Regions from separate parts of the Sus scrofa genome. Here region 2 is linked to region 1. The links are chromatin contacts, called in public Hi-C maps. All regions are on one chromosome and are shown on one strand. Each heading gives the region's core, a stretch centred on a gene start, on an enhancer-like site or on the middle of the called end of the contact. The rest is flanking DNA. Distances are from core to core; before and after follow the strand shown. Region 1 has its middle 190 kb from the start of FN1. Region 2 has its middle 270 kb from the start of MREG.

Evidence for each region. A called contact is a pair of places that touch in the nucleus more often than the background predicts.
Region 2: a contact with region 1 is called in a Hi-C map of liver, with 3 times the contacts expected there. The contact joins two enhancer-like sites. A contact is called at or near these places in 3 of 47 Hi-C or Micro-C datasets (embryonic fibroblasts, epiblast stem cells and liver).

What each region holds. Positions count from the first base shown.
Region 1 is chr15:117,926,824-117,930,033 of Sscrofa11.1, forward strand. No RefSeq gene overlaps it. Among named protein-coding and RNA genes, the nearest start is that of FN1, 190 kb to the left of the region's middle. Within about 2 kb of position 1,663, at least 2 of the 83 cell types and tissues checked have an H3K27ac peak or open chromatin away from gene starts, as enhancers often do. A contact at or near this core is called in liver, where this site is marked.
Region 2 is chr15:118,003,997-118,007,168 of Sscrofa11.1, forward strand. No RefSeq gene overlaps it. Among named protein-coding and RNA genes, the nearest start is that of MREG, 270 kb to the right of the region's middle. Within about 2 kb of position 1,270, at least 11 of the 83 cell types and tissues checked have an H3K27ac peak or open chromatin away from gene starts, as enhancers often do. A contact at or near this core is called in liver, where this site is marked.

The sequences.
Region 1 (3,210 bases), core at 413-2,912:
GAGTAATGTCTGATGCATCTGCTTTATTTACAACACCTCTCACCGAACATCATGTATTTTCGTGATTATTTATCTCTCTTTACTAGACTATGAGCACAGTGAGGACATGGACCAGGTCTGTTTGTTCACATATACTTTCAGATCTTAGAATCTCAACAAATATTTGTTGGATGAACAAATAAGAATCCAAGAAATTATAGCTTTATACCATAAATTACAAGCTCATACGCCTAAAGAACCTAACCCTTTATATAACAAGGGAAGCAAACAAGATTGGAACTGTGGGAGTTTCCATTGTGGCTCAGCAGAACAAATCCAACTAGTATGCACGAGGATGTGGGTTTGATCCCTGGCCTCACTCAGTGGGTCAGGGATCCAGTGTTGCCAAGAGCTGTGGTGTAGGTCGCAGATGTGGCTTGGATCCCAAGTTGCTGTGGCTGTAATGTAGCCAGCACCTGTAACTCTGATTCAACCCCTAGCTTGGGAACTTCCATGTGTGGCAGGTGCAGTCCTAAAAAGCAAAATTAATTAATTAATTAATTAATTAAAATAGATTGGACCTGTGGTGAACTTTTGCCACTGCCTAAATCTTGCCAGATGTTGCCTTGATGGGCAATAGGTCTAGGGTAGCCAAATTCTCTAATTTCTCAGAAGTAGAAAATCAGGACTTTTAGGTGAAATTCCTAATTTTTTCATCATATTACTCAAAAGTTTTAAAAACGATCTGCAGGTCATACCCAGCAAACATGATGTCAGCCTGTGTCTTTCACTTTAAGTGGAAAGACCAAAAATGTGTGTCTTGACATTGACCAAGTTTGAGTTAAAGGGAGAAAGAAAGAGAAGAGAGAGGAAGAATGGAATCTCCACATCCATTTCACCATCACCTAAACTGCAATTGTGAGGAATCTCTGCCCTTGGTCTTCACCCCTCCTCCCTGCCCTCTTTACCCAGGAAATAGAAAAATACCTCTTGTTATTCATAGCACCAGTTCCTTTATGTATTATCCAGTCCTCTTGTGAAAGTTAAGAAGGGATCAGCTCTGCCTTCACTGATGCTATTGTGTGTCTTACATAACAATATCTAAATAAATAAGAAGCCCTGGGGAAAGGTCTTCCAAGGTTAACATATTTAGAATAAAGAACTGTTGTGATGAACATGGCACTGGCAGAATAGAAGATCTAATATCTACTTCATATAACAGATGAGGTCTAAACCAGGAACTCTTCTCAGTAACCAATAATTTGACCTGATTACATAATGAGTGTTTCTTTTTCTTTGCCCTAAAGTTGAACTTTGTATATAGAGGGACTGCCAAACACATTTTCACTGTAAAGAAATGTTGTTTTTCAATTGTATCACCCAAGAGGCTTAAATTCAGATGAAAATGTTCAAAAATCAAATTTCTGTATTTCTTTGGAGTTATTGTGGCATGGTTTAGCAAGAAGCATCTACTTTTTTTTCCAGAGGGAAATCTCTCTGAGCAAGCTCAGTCAAACTTTACATATAATTGTTCATTTTGGTGAACCTAAGCCCATACTTGGGACTTTTCCAGCTGTAGAGTCAATGAAAAACGCCCCTGGACTCTCCAGTCAGGGACACAGTCCTGGATTCTGGGCAATCTGCTTTTCTAGGAAGCAGTTGAATTAAAACTAGCCTGCCCCTCCTCCCATGCAGAGAATTCCTGCCACTATGTGCCTGACTGTTCAAATATCCCCACATGCTCTCTTCCCTGCATAGAGCTGCCGTTTCAGATCCCTGCTGCTATGTCTGTCAGATTCTGGTTTAATTCTAGGATAATCAGAGAAATAAATATTCAGTACTTCTTTCACTGCCCAGTCCTATCCTCCGGTTGAAATCCTTGTAAGAAATAGACTTCTGGTGGATTTTTGATGTATTTTAGCCTTCTCATTAGGCTACCTTGCTCAGCAATGGACACCATGAGTTTGACTAGGGCCTTGAAATAAATAAGGTCACCAGCCTATAGTTTTTTAAAATGAAATTATCAAGACTGAAATTGAAAATCTTGTTATTACAGGGGTAAAAGAAATTTGAACGATCTCTGGAGATAGTTCGTGGGCAAAATACAACTACTTTCATAGAATTCTACCAAAGCATCCATTTTAGAAATTTGAACGTTGACTCGATTCTGAAATAATTAACACCATGACCTTGCCAAAAGAATGTTCTTCAAGGTGGCCACTTATTTAGCATACAAAACACAGTTTTGGTCAATATGGAATTTTAAAGCTTATGCTTTGATATTACTTTTGCACATACACAATTATAGCCTAACAAACAGGCAAGGAATGTCTCTGGGTTGGTGACTGAATTTTAAATATCTCCTAAATTGGTTCAGAATTAAAAGATCCTAGAAGGCTATGTGAAAGCAGGTACAAAACTCCTAAATAGGAATAAGGCAGTGATGGTGGAATGAGGGAAGAAATAACTTTAGTATGAGAAAAACTTATAAACCGAAGCACTCAAATACACAAAGAAATAAAATACAGAGAAAGACCCCCCCACAAAAGCAACTATTGACACGTTAGTTCAATAGCAAAAAGATTAAAATATTAGAATAGTGGAAAAAAAGTTCTGAAAATGAGTGTGCTTAGCTTCTTCAAAATGATAAAATATGGGGAAAATTCAAAAATAACAAGAAATAACGAAGCAAAAGAGGAAGAAATAAGACAATAGATGGATGAGAAAAAGAACCAATTAGAAATCTTGCAAATGAAATACATAGTTAAGACTGAAGACAATTCCATAGATAAGACAAATAGGTTTATACACAGGTGAACAGTTTGTGGACTGGAAGGTTGTCCTAAGAAATTCACCAGGAATGAAATACAAAGGAACCAGCATGTCAGAATTATGAAAGGAAAGTTAAAGACAGGGAGTGTAGATTGAGTGGCTCCACCATATTTTAAACAGAAGTTCTACAGGAAGTGATATAGGAAATAGCAGAACCCTGTTAGAATAAATAAGATGGGAATATACCCAGATTTAATTACTTGTCCTTAGATCCAAAATGCATGTTATACCACTCAGGATGGCAATATTGAATCTATACCTAGACAGAAAAGTTACACTTAAAAGTATTAAGAATAGAAAATCTTAGAAACTGTCAGGAAGAAAAAGAGAGATTATCTACAAAGGAAAAGCAATCTGACTTGCAGACAGCAGGTGTCTAGATAGCAACAATAAAGCTGA
Region 2 (3,172 bases), core at 20-2,519, 77 kb after region 1:
CTTAAGTTTCCAAAGCGTTTTCCTCTTATAAACGGGAAGGCCAGCTTGGCCCAGGCTAAGTGCCCTTGGATACCAAACACTGGAATAATCTCACACATCAATGGCAAATACGGTTTAACTGTGGCCAAGTTGACTCTTCCCACTCTTGTGTCGCACCACCTCACCTCCGTCAGCCCATCCTCACTCCTCGGTGGTAGTAAGGACTGGGAAGAAGGCTGATCTCATGTGTCTACTAGGCATGTTCTCATAAACACCCTCATAATTCCCAGATGCTCTCATGCTCTCTGTGGAATACCAAGCTATGTCTCTTTTGAGCCAACACTCTAAAGCTGCAAATGATACTGATAGAGCCCTGCACAGGGGACCACAGGACCCTACAAAAAATGCCCTCGAAGACCAAGATGTTAGGTCCAAGGTGCCCTTCCTACCAGACACCAACTTGCAGCCAAATTTCTCTGCAGAGCCTGAGAAATCCTGTTTGGCTGACTCAGGTAGAAGCCTTTGCCCTTGTTATAGAACAAAACACCCCAAACACCCTTTAAATCCCTTGTTAATATGATGTGAATCAAGGTCTACATCAGATGAATGGGAAAAGCACCAGCCCAGGGTTGCCAAATCCATTCTAAAATGGATTTTGTTTCAGTCTTGGGGCAGATAGGGTTGCATTGGAAAAGCATTTGGCCCATTGCAAATAATAGTTTTACGATGCCTTCCTATAAGTCTAGACAGGCAGGCAGATGGACCTGTTCTTAAAGAAAAGTCTTTATATTTACGCCTTGAGAGATATTTATCTACATCAAGCAGGGTCTTTGGAACAATGAGAGCAGTTTCCTCTTTCTACAAAGTTTGGCGTCATTATTATTTTGAAAGAGAATCACGCTCCCTTATTGCCAGATGACTGCTGAGTTATGTTCTCTCTATACTTTTAAAAGAATTTGCTTTTGAAAAGAAGGTTGGGGGGGTGGCCAGAGGGGGATGGTAATCCAAACCCAGTCACCTACTCCCTTCCTGGCTATGAGAAAATTGTGGGCCTGGGAATTTACACAGTTTGTTTTCTATAATTCCATCTAGTTAGAAACCCAAAAGGATCTATTTCTGGAGAATAGACCACAGCATGAGTGGGAGAACGGCTGAGGGGGTGGGGGTGCCTAAAAAACCGATAGGTCAGCATTTAGCTCCGAGGGAGTTGAAGGAAAGAGGATTCCACGGCATGTGTGTTTTCTCTTTCAAGTCTCTCTTTTGTCCCCTGACATCAGGAAATGCAGTAGACATTTGTCACTGGCAGCTCTTTGGAGCTCAACGTTCCTTCCTCCCAGGCTCCAAAAGGGGACTTCAGACAGTGGAAAGAGTCAGATTTTGCAAACCAGCAGAATTTTTGTGCAGTGTTTATCAGACAGGCTAGAGCCTGAGAAGGCAGACTTTGGGAAATAGTTTAAACAGTTCATAAATCAGATGTAATTGAAAAGGATAGGGTCTCTTTTCTGAAAGCCCTGCTAACTTTCCTTTTATAATCCCTTCACTGGGACAAAACTCTAATGTGTATAAGGACCAGGGGTCTCATGAAGTCAGTTTGCCTCAGGTCACTCAATGTAATTTGTTTTTTCTGGCCAGATCATGAAACAAAACTGCATTCTGCTTCCTGTTACATTCTATGATACCATCTCTTTTGATATTGTCAAGTGGGTTATGCCAAGCTGCAATAGTGTTACTGATAACAAATTCTTTGGAAAAATCTTTTTGTTTGTTTTTGTACACACCAAATGACAGCAGCTGATATCAGCTGGAGTTCTTGGCTGGCCAGCCAGTAAAGACTGTTTCATATGAAATTTAAAAGAAGCCCTAGAAATATGATGCAAAGCATTTTTGCCCCCCATGCTTTGAAACTGATGGACTTTCTATGGCTTTCCAAAATGATACTTGGTATACTGATCAAAATGCAGTTGCAAATGAGGCAACCAAATGGTTGCCTAAGATTTTCCTTTGAACTTAATATATTATCAGTTATGACAGTAGAATGAGCAGCTTGGGAGGAGTTGATAGTGTTCTTAACTCCAGGGAGAACCAAAGACATCAGGAGTTCAGAAGAATGGAGTAAAAGTGACTCACGTGTAAAGATCAGGCAAATATCAAAGAGAAGAGCAGAGTCAAGTTCTGAAGGGCAGACTTTTCCCAAGTGCCAACCAAGAGAATTGCTTTTTATTTTTTCCTGATTGCACGGTCACAGGAAATGGCTGTTCAAAGCTGGAGGATAAGTTAAAAAGTGGTCGGGTGCCCAGGTTCTAGTGTCTGAGTCCGAGCCCCAATCAGTCAATCACAGGGCGTTGGTTTTCACAACAGTCCTTTTGCAACAGTGCCTCATCCTTAAGGCAACAATTTTAGCAGATCCTTCCCGTCCCGAGGTGCCCTATTCTCCAAGTACACATAGTTTACACACTCTCAGGCAATACCTGAGGAAAGACTGGAATTGACTTATGCACATCACAGCACATTCCCTGTAGGGATCATGGGAATGCCACGTTTATGGTGTGTGCCAGGTGGGCACAAGATTCCTCATTGACCAGTTATTTTGTGTTGGGCTAGGTTATTGAGGGAAGAGAATCCATGCTTTGTTCCATCTCACTTCTGGGTGAGGACTGGCTGGGGACTGGGCTTTTTCCCCTAATGACTTCCAACCTGGTTCCTCCAGCCTTTCTCCTCCAGAGCCTACCTTCATCTTGACTGGCTTCTTCAGAACAAACTTGGCCTCATCTGCTGTGGTAGAACAGAATCATCTGCTCAGATCATCTGCCCAGAAGCTCGGGTCATATTTCGAGCCAATCCAGTGTCTTCTAGACTTGTTGTATGATGTATTTGGCCCTGTGGGAATCCTACTGAGAGTGCTGAAATGCCAGACTGCCATTTCTCTTCAGACTTAAAACCACCTACACTCAAAGCAGGGTTTAATCTCTGACAGGGGGCTTTCTCCTGTTAAAAACCCAACAGTGTGCAATGCTTTCACCTGCTGAGGAATCTTCTCTGTCCTATGGGAGGAGTAGGAGCAACAGAAGAGTGAGTATAAGAAGGAGAACAAAAGCTGTGTTCATACCCTTGAGGAAAGAGCAATCATACCAGACAAGATCAGTGAAAAATGTCTAAAGAATCCATTTGTATTCATCCACCCAGAGTCACAGTT